Regions from separate parts of the Mus musculus genome. Here regions 1 and 3 are each linked to region 2. A link is a contact called in public promoter capture Hi-C data. All regions are on one chromosome and are shown on one strand. The core of a region is the stretch at or near the end of the contact, and the rest is flanking DNA. Distances in the headings are between cores, read along the strand shown. Region 1 holds the start of Rnpepl1 (arginyl aminopeptidase (aminopeptidase B)-like 1). Region 2 holds the start of Rab17 (RAB17, member RAS oncogene family). Region 3 holds the start of 4933400F21Rik (RIKEN cDNA 4933400F21 gene).

Region 1 (3,252 bases), core at 70-2,569, 1.9 Mb after region 2:
CCAAGACAGAAATGATAAGACCCCCAACCTCTGGGGGTACAACTTGAGACTGGGCTGGGGGACCCCTACAATCTACATCATTTGGACAAAAGAAACCCAGGCCAACAGGACAGTCCAATTGAGTTGAGAATCTGAGAATCCCTTCGTAGATAATCTTGTGGACAGGCCACTGGACACCTGAAAGTAGTGATAACCTTAACTCTGGGTCCCTTTACTCTTTTTAACCCAGCTGGCTGCACCCACTCCGTATACAGCCAAGGATGACTGGGAACTATTGATGCTTTTGTCTCCGCCTCCCAAGTGCTGGAATTCTGAGGGGTTTCCATTGAGCCCGGTCTTCCTCCCTCTTGTCCTTGCCTCTGAATGACAACATGAGCCCTGGAGTTCCTGCAGAATCTGAAATGAGGGCTCCAGGAGTGATCCCAGGTACTGCCAGCTAAGAGGGCGCATGGAGACTTAGCCGTACCTCTCACCTGTGGAAAGAGGGCTGGTTCACTTGACTTGCATTTGGGGAGACTGAATCCAGACAGCTGGGCACTCCCCAGAAGTGACACTTCACCCACACTATCAGAGTAGGAGACAGAATGTGTCTCTCCAGAATATTCCCCCAGTTTTAAAAGTTCCTCTCCCTCAAAATCTGTCCCTCCTCCTACCGATAGACAGCAGATCACCTCTGTCCACACCTTGTATTGGTACTGGTATTGGACAGCTCAACCTTTGAACGGTTTTGTTGTGCTAGCCTAAAATGCCCCTGCAGCTCTGTAGCCCTTACATAGGAGCCTCAAGGCAGAACTGCGTTCATCAGTGTGTCTTCACTCCACACACACCTCAACAACAACAAAAAGTCGATCCTAAAACACGGCCAGTGCTACTGACAGCTTCTCTTTATGCCTAATTTGAATCTAAATAGTCACACCTTTATGGACTATGTACTTGACAGCCGTGCATTTTCCCAAGCCGCTTTGCACCCGATGGCTACTGCCCAGGCCAATTGGAGGACTCTGGCGGAATCGCATCAGGGTAACCACAAGAATCATTCCCGGAGTCTGAGGACCGACTGGAAGAGGTGTCACCTGCGTCCCTGCGAAAGCGACGGTCCCGCCTCCAAGACTACCCCGCAAGCCATAGTTGCAGCGCGCAGGCTGAAGATGCCCAGCCTTCCCCAGCGTCCTGCCTCGCGTTCTGCTCCGCCGCTCGCGCCGCGTCTCGGTGCACAGGCCCGGGGCCGCACACAGCGCCCCCGGTGGCTGCCGAGCCCAGCCTGAGCGGGGCGGCGCACGGCGCGGGGACGGGCCGGGCGGCTCCCGGCGCGACTTCCTGTTGTGCCCGCGCCCGGCCGCCACCGCCGCCGCCGCCGCCGCCACCACCACCGCCACCGCCACCGCCACCGCCGCCCGGGCCCCTCGCCCACTGACCGCGGCCTACAGTGGCCGCCGCCCATGGATTTCACCTAGCGCCGGTGGTCATGGCGGCGCAGTGCTGCTGCCGCAAGGCGCCCGGCGCCGAAGCCGCGCCCGCCCGCCCGCCGCCGGAGCCGCCGCCCGCCCTGGACGTGGCCTCGGCCTCCAGCGCGCAGCTCTTCCGCCTCCGCCACCTGCAGCTGGGCCTGGAGCTGCGGCCCGAGGCGCGTGAGCTGGCCGGCTGCCTGGTGCTGGAACTGTGCGCGCTGCGGCCCGCGCCCCGCGCGCTCGTGCTCGACGCGCACCCGGCCTTGCGCCTACACTCGGTCTCGTTTCGCCGCGCCTCCGCCGTCTCCGAGTCGCCGTGCACCTTCGCCTTCCCTGCCCCGGGGTCGGGGCCCCCGCTGCCCGGCTTCGCCGATGCGCCTGGAGCGGAGTCTGCCAGCTGCCCGCTGGCCTTCAGGCTGGACCCGTTCACCGACTATGGCTCCTCTCTGACCGTCACACTGCCTCCCGAGGTGCAGGCGCACCAGCCCTTCCAGGTCATCCTACGCTACACCTCGACCGACGCCCCGGCCGTGAGTCCCGCCCGGGTGGGCTTCTGGATTGTGGGCGGTCAGCGGGGTTTTGAAGGCACCCCTCGTTCATTTCACTGCTGGGCCAGCTGCACCCTGCCCCTGGGACACCTGCAGAGGGCGAGGGGCAGCCTGGACCAAGAGTCTGTCTGCCCTAGGTGGCATATTGCCTACAAGTTCTTCGAGTAGAGCCCCAGGTCCAGGCCCGGTGGACAGTGGAGATACTCAACAGTGTGTTTCTCAGGGGAAGGGGAGAACGACAACTTCCCGTCTTGTACCAGTATCTGGGTACAAGAGCAGCTTCTGGTGGGGCTCTGCTAAGTCAGCTGTAAGAGCCCAGCATTGAGGGGTGTTCTGAGAGCGCCTGATACAGAAGGGCCACCCTGTGACCTGCACCTTCACAGGGCTTGAGGACACCCGGGTCTGTTCTCTGGAGGTGGAACGAGGGACAGTGGGTGACAGACAAGGCCTTGTGAGCTGTGAGGCGTGGCTTTGGGCTCCCTACACTGTATTGTGACATGCTGGGGCAGGTGTGCTCCACCTCCTAATAGACACACAGGGCTCTGCTCAGGCTTTCCGCACAGAGCACCCACCATCCCACAGGTCCCGATGGAAAAAGCAAAGGATGTAAAGCTAGTGTTGGGGTAGCACAGGGCCAATGGGGTTGCAGAATGGAACAGGACCTTTGACTCCTGAAGCACGGTTCCTCCCTCCAGCTCCCCAGGTAGGAGAGAGTGCTCATGTGACATCTACCATGGATACACAGAGCACAGGCAGCAGCTCTGCAGGGCCCTTGGAAGGTTCATCTGCCCCCACCTGGGGAGCCCAAAGGAACAGGCCAGGAGCCACAAAGGGACAAGTTGACATCTGGGCAGAAAAAGACCAGATGGGATTCACATCTGTGGGCTTCCTGCACTCTTCTCAGGAGTCTTGACTGGGGCCTGCCACCTCTTCCCAGAGTCCCTGCCCCTGCGCCTGTAACTAGTCACCAGGGCTCAGCCCTCTGCTGGCTGTGGTAGGCTGTGGTAGTGTGAAGCCTCTGCAGATGTTAGGCCTACTGCTTAGCATGCCAGGTGAAGACTGATGAGGGAGGCACTTCCTGGCTGCCACTTGTGGATGTGTGCTGTGTGTGTTTGTTCTGCCATTAACAGCAGAGGGATGGGAATGGACCTTTCATTGTTGCACTAGATGGGGGGGGTGGGGGGGCGTGGGCTGATGTATGGGGGCTGTGGTTGCTCTGGACAGGGAAAGCTGCAGGGTCCTCAGAGTCTGGGTGG
Region 2 (3,155 bases), core at 644-3,143:
GAAACGTGCCTGGTGTGCTTTCAGAAAGGGAGGCAGGGCTGTTGGCAGGCACTGAAGGACCTTCACGGGTCACCCTGGGGCCAACCCATACATGGCACAAACAAAGCTGTCAAGAGTGCAGCTGCCAGGGCCCTCCAGAGAAGAACAGAGTGGGTAAGTTCTCTGAGCCCACCTGCTCCCAAACAAAGATATCTGCCAAAGCTGAGCAGGAAGTCTGAGGGCCTGGGCATCATCACCAAAGGCCCAGCAGCTTTCCAAGGCAAAGACGTGAAATTCGGGGCTGAAACATGATGGGTTTTTATGCTTGTTAGGACCCCGGGAGGCACCAGCTCGGCCCAGCACTGATGGTGGCAGGATATGCCTCAGGGGTGGTACAGGGGAACTCTGCCTTTGCACCTCCAAAACAACACCAATAGTTGTTGTAAGCCTATAATCCCAGCACTTGGGATGCTTAAGCAGGGGGCTGCCACAAGTTTCAAGCCTTTCTGGGCTACAGAGTAAGACCCTATCTCTAATAACAACAAAACAGCAGCAACAATAACAACAACAATACCTCAGCTTTGATGTAATCTCACACTCTGCCCTAATGGTCATAGCATCAAACACAGTGTCCACGTGCCTGCGTCAGATTTCTACAATTATCTCGCTTTGATAGTTCATTCCCCTATCACTGAATTTTTTTCCTGCTATTAATTATTTTTCTCTGTAATAGATAAGACCACGGCAGATGTGCTCGTGTTGCTTTCTGAGTGACTGTGTGTTGCAAGTTTCCAATAGCAGCCAGGCAGAAGCCTCGACTTGGAGGGAAAGTTGGAGATGTGGTACCTGCCCCCTCTTCTAGAATTTGGATCTTTCTGAAGGCAGTGGTTGCAATTGGGAGTCTCTTCCCATCCTGACTGGGTCCTTCTTCAGCAGTCACAAGCCTGCCTCTCTTCCACCTAAGAAAACACATTCAGGGAAGGAGGAAACCCCAGGAAGCTGCACCCCTTCCTCTTCACCCAGATCCTCCAAGCTGTCCATTCCAGACACCGAACTTCAGAACAACATGGCATTTGACAGCAAGCTGCAGAAGAGAGTTTTTGGAAGAGTCTGCCAAGCTCTCTGCTATTGCTGGAGCCTCTGCAGCCATCTGAAAAGGCTTCCTTACAAGGCACCCACTCACTCACACTCGCCTTTTATGTTCAAAACCCTTAACTGGAACTTTCTGCAAGGAAAATTCAATGTGACCCAAACAAGAACACTATAGGTGCTGAACAAACTCAAGGCGTCTACTGTTTCAGATTCGCCTCTGATTCAGGTCCTGAGAACACAGGGACACACATCTGTATGCACACACACTCACAGCAGACACACACACACACACACATGCTCACAGCACACACACACATACACACACACACACATACACACACACTCACACATGCTCACAGCACACACACACACACACACACACACACACACACACACACACACGCAGCACAACACAATCTAAAAAGGACTCACCTGTTCACTTTAGAAGAGTGCTACAGACCACCATCCCACAGGGCCGCAGGCACCCCTCTCTTCCCCTGGCTGTGCTTCCCCTGGGTGCTGTATGACTCGTCAGGGTCCTGCCAGGGGCGGGGTGGGCAGAGCAGTGCACACTGACTACCAGCAGCCGAGCAAATGAAGTGAGCAGGCCCCCTGCTCCCACCAAGGCCCCAGCCGGCAGGACTCTTCCTGTAAACTCCGGTGCAAAGTCCCCACATGATCATGTGATCAGCTGGGTCAGAGTAAGCTAGAAGTCACACTTGGTGGCTCTCTGCCTCCTCACCGAGCTGCAGCCCTGAATTTCAGCCCTTTCCAGGTCTCACCTGTACCAGAAAGCATCACAGACTTAGAGAACAGCTCTTCTGTTACAGGAGCGAGCGAGCTCACTTCTTAATTTATGTAAACATCTCCAGTTTGAGGCCGCATGCCAGATGGGCAGGGCCGGGGCCAGAGCCTGGGATGGGTGTGCCTTGGAGCAGGTAATTGCCTGGGCAGGGCTGGAGGATCCCCAGAAGGAGAAACTCTAGGCTGAAGAAAGATGGAAATCAGTTCTCCTGTGCTCAGCCACAAGTCCCAGGCAATCGCGTGTTCTCTCTGTGCTCACAACTCACCTGGATTACCAGCTTGTGTTCCCAATGGGGAACTCAGCACCGTTTAAGTGGGGGAGGGGGCAGCTGTCGTGGATTCCCAAGAGGCTTTCCAATGCACCCTGAAGAACCTGTTTCTCTGCAGAGGCCACTGGCCTTCTTCTTGTCACCCTGTCCTCCAGGACGCACACCCTGTCCACACGTCTGGGTGCCCCCACAGCCTTGAAGACCAAGAACCTCATTCTGTTTCTGAACAGGACCCTGATTCCCTGTGCCTAGATTGGCATCCAAGGTGTGGCACCCAGCACCGCTTCTATCCTCCTTGTAGTGGGTAGAGATGTGTGGGCGTGGCCTTTTCGGTTTACACTGGAAATGGTACTGGTACAAAGGTCTCCGGAGTTCAAGGGGACACTGAGATGGGTTGTTGCGGGGGGGGGGGGTTATCAAAGGGGTTTATAAAGAGTTATTAACCCCATGGACAGACAGACAACAGCTCGGGAGCTGTAAGGAGAGGTCAAGTCTCAGAGCTGCAGGGTAACAGGTAGCTCAGTTCGACTGTTGAACATCAGACTGTTGAAACAGCGAGCCCAAAGGAGTGGGCATTCTCCTAGCAATCTTGTACTGGGGAGTACACTGCCTGGGAAGAGATTGCATGCATTTCTAACAGCTTGTCGGACTACCTTACAATGAGACTGAAGTTCTCATGTTGTTATAATGACGGATCCGTGGTGGGCGGGACCACACGTTGTCTGAGACTGATCAGAATAGAGGTGCTTATCCTTGGCCCTCTATTTAAACTCTAATCTCGATTCAGTACCCTGAAGACAGACTTGTGGGTGGCTGGACCTGCCCTTGCAACACATGCACAAGGAGCAATGGAAAGAGCTTTATATGTGCCGAATGTATTAAGTCAACTTACATAAAAACAGTAACAAACGCTGAATCCCACTGAAAGAGTGAGACTCTAGAAGCCGTTTGGTCTGTGAGGCTGGCTGCCTCACCAGTGAGATACAATCCCACTGTAACTGTCTCCCTCTA
Region 3 (3,147 bases), core at 164-2,663, 1.3 Mb before region 2:
TACCAAAGCGATGGCTTTATTATCTTACTGCCTGGTTCTGCTGGCTCCTATACATTATTAGGTCAACTGCCTTCAGTTTTCAGATAACGTAGAAGGCTCTCCACTTAATAAGAGAGTTCGGCAGGAAGTCCCACTTGGCCTTGAGGGATGCAAGAAGCAAGGGACATGTACAGCCCTGGGCTTCTGATGATCATGGCTTGCACAGCTTCCCAGTGCAGAGGAGAGGAAATGCATGGGTTTTCAGATTGGGACGACACGGTTGTAAACATGAGATGTTACAAATAGGGCTTTTGCCTTCTGTAAGCATCTCATGTTTGAAGATAATTTCTAGTATTTCCCCTGGAATTGCTAACTATTTTTTCAGGGGTTTCCGTGAATCTGGTTCTCCACCAAGACCCATCATCACGTGCATGCTGGGATTCGGGGTTTAGGCTGAAGGTCTGACACAGGAGACAAGGACTGGCAGGGCACCTCCAAGGTGATGGCTGTATATACTTGGTATTTCTCTGCATATTTCTGCACTCTAATGAGTATTTTTCCTAATACTTGTACTAATAATTTTTAATGGCTCACAATGACTAGGTGACATTTTGATACATTAATGAACCTTATCAATGACTTTTGAAAGTTCTTCATGTGTGAGGTACTTTGTCATATATTACTTTGCCGTACATGGTTCCTGAAGGGAGGAGAGGGGACATGGACATGGACTCCAGCCTACATGTGCTCTGAAATATACATGGCAAGTATCGTCCTGAATTATGTCTTGTGCCCTAAGCTCTACTTCAAGGTTTATCACAAAGGTTTATCTGCTGATGGAAGCTTCTCATGGTCCAGGAAGGTAAGCCCGGCAGGTTTCTATGTGGCAGTGAACTTTCTAGAGGGCTTACTGAGACTGCTAAACAACCTGCTGAAATGGTGCTTTTGTACAGAAAGGTGGTCTGATAGAATTATTACAGATCCTTGGAAGGAGGAAGAATGTTGGTAGTGATCTTGACCTTTAGATTCCTGTGATGGGTATTTGCTAGTTGTTCTCAGGTTTCTGGGAAATGGGTGTTTCTTGGGCACTGGCAGCGACTGAGTTCCCAGAACAGCAAAGTAGCTGACCTGTGTTGCTGACATGTTCCAGGGCCATGCCATGCCAGCCCCACCCCCGTCCCCCACCCCCACCCTTACCTCCACCCCCACCCCAACCACGGTATGCAGACCTTGAGGTCAGGAATCCAGTAGTAATCCTCCTGTCACTGGTCTATCCAGAGCTCCCAGAGCAGACCCCAGGCTTAACCTAGGACGGGGGAGTCTGTCCTCATAGCCATCTTTAAGAAGTGAAGATTGACTGCACTCTCAGAGCCACAGAGCTTGGGATTGGCAGTGCTGTAGCCCTAAAGCTTTCAGTGGGAAGCCCATGTTGTTTGTGTTCTAGAAGGTTTGCAGAAAATGCTTAGAGAGAGGTGTCCAAGGAGACAGTGCATACGCTACATTCTAAGATGGGCTTTGTCGGTGGGGGGTGTGGGGGTTTGACTTCTGCTACCTCTGGTGTTCCTAGATCCCACAGACCTGAGACACTGCTTTACAGTCTGAGACGATCAAAGGGTCCTACCCCCTTGGGACACATCTTCTAGACCCAGACCCCACCCTCAAGTCCACCTCCCCACAAGATTTTTGATTCTCAGTGTTAAGGACCACTGTGCCTTCCTGCCTGGCACAGGGGCTAATCAGAGACCAAGTCTTCTAACGTTCCTGTAGCCTTCTTTTCTACAGCCAGACTCTGGGTGGTTGGAGGTGGCGTGCCACCAGGACTTTTCCAATGACTGAAATTCTTGTTTGTTCCATGATGGGCTGCAGGCAGAGCCTGTGCTGTGGTAGTTACTGGAATCAACAGAATCAGCCCAGCTGCCCTTGTCTTGGTAGTGAGGCACGTCAGTCATTTCTGCAGATAACTGGAGCATATGCCCTCTGTTGAAGCTTGTCTTTTGCTGCCTTGAGTATGGTGGACAACAATGTCACCCCAGTCTGCAAGGGCAAATGTGTCCTCCGAATGGAGGCTCCATGGCACTTTAGTCAAGCTCAAGAATAAGAACATAGGGACTCCCTCCTATGCACTGAACTTTGATGGCAATTGTATATTGAAAATACTGTGAGTCAGAAATGCACTTAATGGCTCTAGCCCAAGGGTACACAACAGATTGGGGGTGGCTGCTGCTGTTGTGATCGTGGGTCTGATGGGGGGCTGTACTCACTGGTATCGCCCATTGTCCCAAGATACGTGAAACCTCATCCCTAGCCCAGGAAAAAATACCAAAAGCATTCAGACTAGTGATCTGGATGTGAAGGCTCTGTGACTACAATGTCTGTCACCTCATTGATGGACAGGGTCAGTTTGTCTATCTGGCCATCTAGGTGGGTGTCTCCCTGTTCCTTGCACACTGTGTGTGTTTTCTTCCCCAGACAGCATCCTTGATTGAAGAGAAAATCTTCCTCCATATTAGAAGACCCTTCTTGGACAAAGACTTACCAATAACTGTCACTCCTGCTGCAAACTCTAGGAACAAGCTCCCAAGGTGCCATTTCTATTGAGCATGCACCATGTTTATTCTAGAATAGACCTGAATGCTTTGATTTGAGCTGTTGCAGGTTGGGGGGGGGCATCTACAGGGTCCAGTGGAGGGCTATTGGGATTAAAACAGAGAAAGAACATGAAGACAGATGGATTGGGACCACTGAAGATATAGATGTGGAAGAACTTGCCTCTATATAGGAGTCCCCATGACAGTAGGTGGGCTAACCCAAAATCATCATGGCTGCCCTTGATTCTCAGTGTACTTATCAGTAAGTCTGTCATATTTAAAGGGCCACTTAAGTATTTACCGTGCTGAGGCTTTCTTTGCTCTGTGGTAATCTCCGAGAGTCTCTTGTGTTTGTCCACAGTGGCACTGTCCCTCCCCAGGTCAAAGCAAGCCTGGTGCAGGAAGGCTTTGGACTGAATGATTTGCTGTTTTCCTTCTATAACATTATTCCGTCAGCTGTCTGGTAACCCAAAAAAACTTCAGATAAAGTTTGTTCTTTCCTCGACAAACAGCAGGTTTTGGAGGAAGCCATCATGGGCTGAAGAATCCAGTGTGGGATCTCATGGGCTTCTGTGGGCTC

What was found. Promoter capture Hi-C pulls out the DNA fragments that hold promoters and counts their contacts.
Region 1: a contact with region 2 is called in a promoter capture Hi-C map of liver, with 4 times the contacts expected there. The contact joins the promoter of Rnpepl1 here to the promoter of Rab17 in region 2.
Region 3: a contact with region 2 is called in a promoter capture Hi-C map of hippocampal neurons, with 6 times the contacts expected there. The contact joins the promoter of 4933400F21Rik here to the promoter of Rab17 in region 2.

Annotation. Positions count from the first base shown.
Region 1 is chr1:92,909,506-92,912,757 of GRCm38.p6, forward strand. It overlaps Rnpepl1 (arginyl aminopeptidase (aminopeptidase B)-like 1), which reads left to right and starts at 1,320. Exons shown (of 11, transcript NM_181405.4): 1 at 1,320-1,978. The coding sequence starts at 1,466. It overlaps 5033417F24Rik (RIKEN cDNA 5033417F24 gene), which reads right to left and starts at 1,259. Exons shown (of 2, transcript NR_138578.1): 1 at 1,074-1,259; 2 at 1-473.
Region 2 is chr1:90,967,727-90,970,881 of GRCm38.p6, forward strand. It overlaps Rab17 (RAB17, member RAS oncogene family), which reads right to left and starts at 1,894. Exons shown (of 6, transcript NM_008998.4): 1 at 1,504-1,894.
Region 3 is chr1:89,682,479-89,685,625 of GRCm38.p6, forward strand. It overlaps 4933400F21Rik (RIKEN cDNA 4933400F21 gene), which reads right to left and starts at 1,414. Exons shown (of 4, transcript NR_015540.1): 1 at 1,209-1,414. The region is part of intron 9 of Agap1 (ArfGAP with GTPase domain, ankyrin repeat and PH domain 1); the gene reads left to right.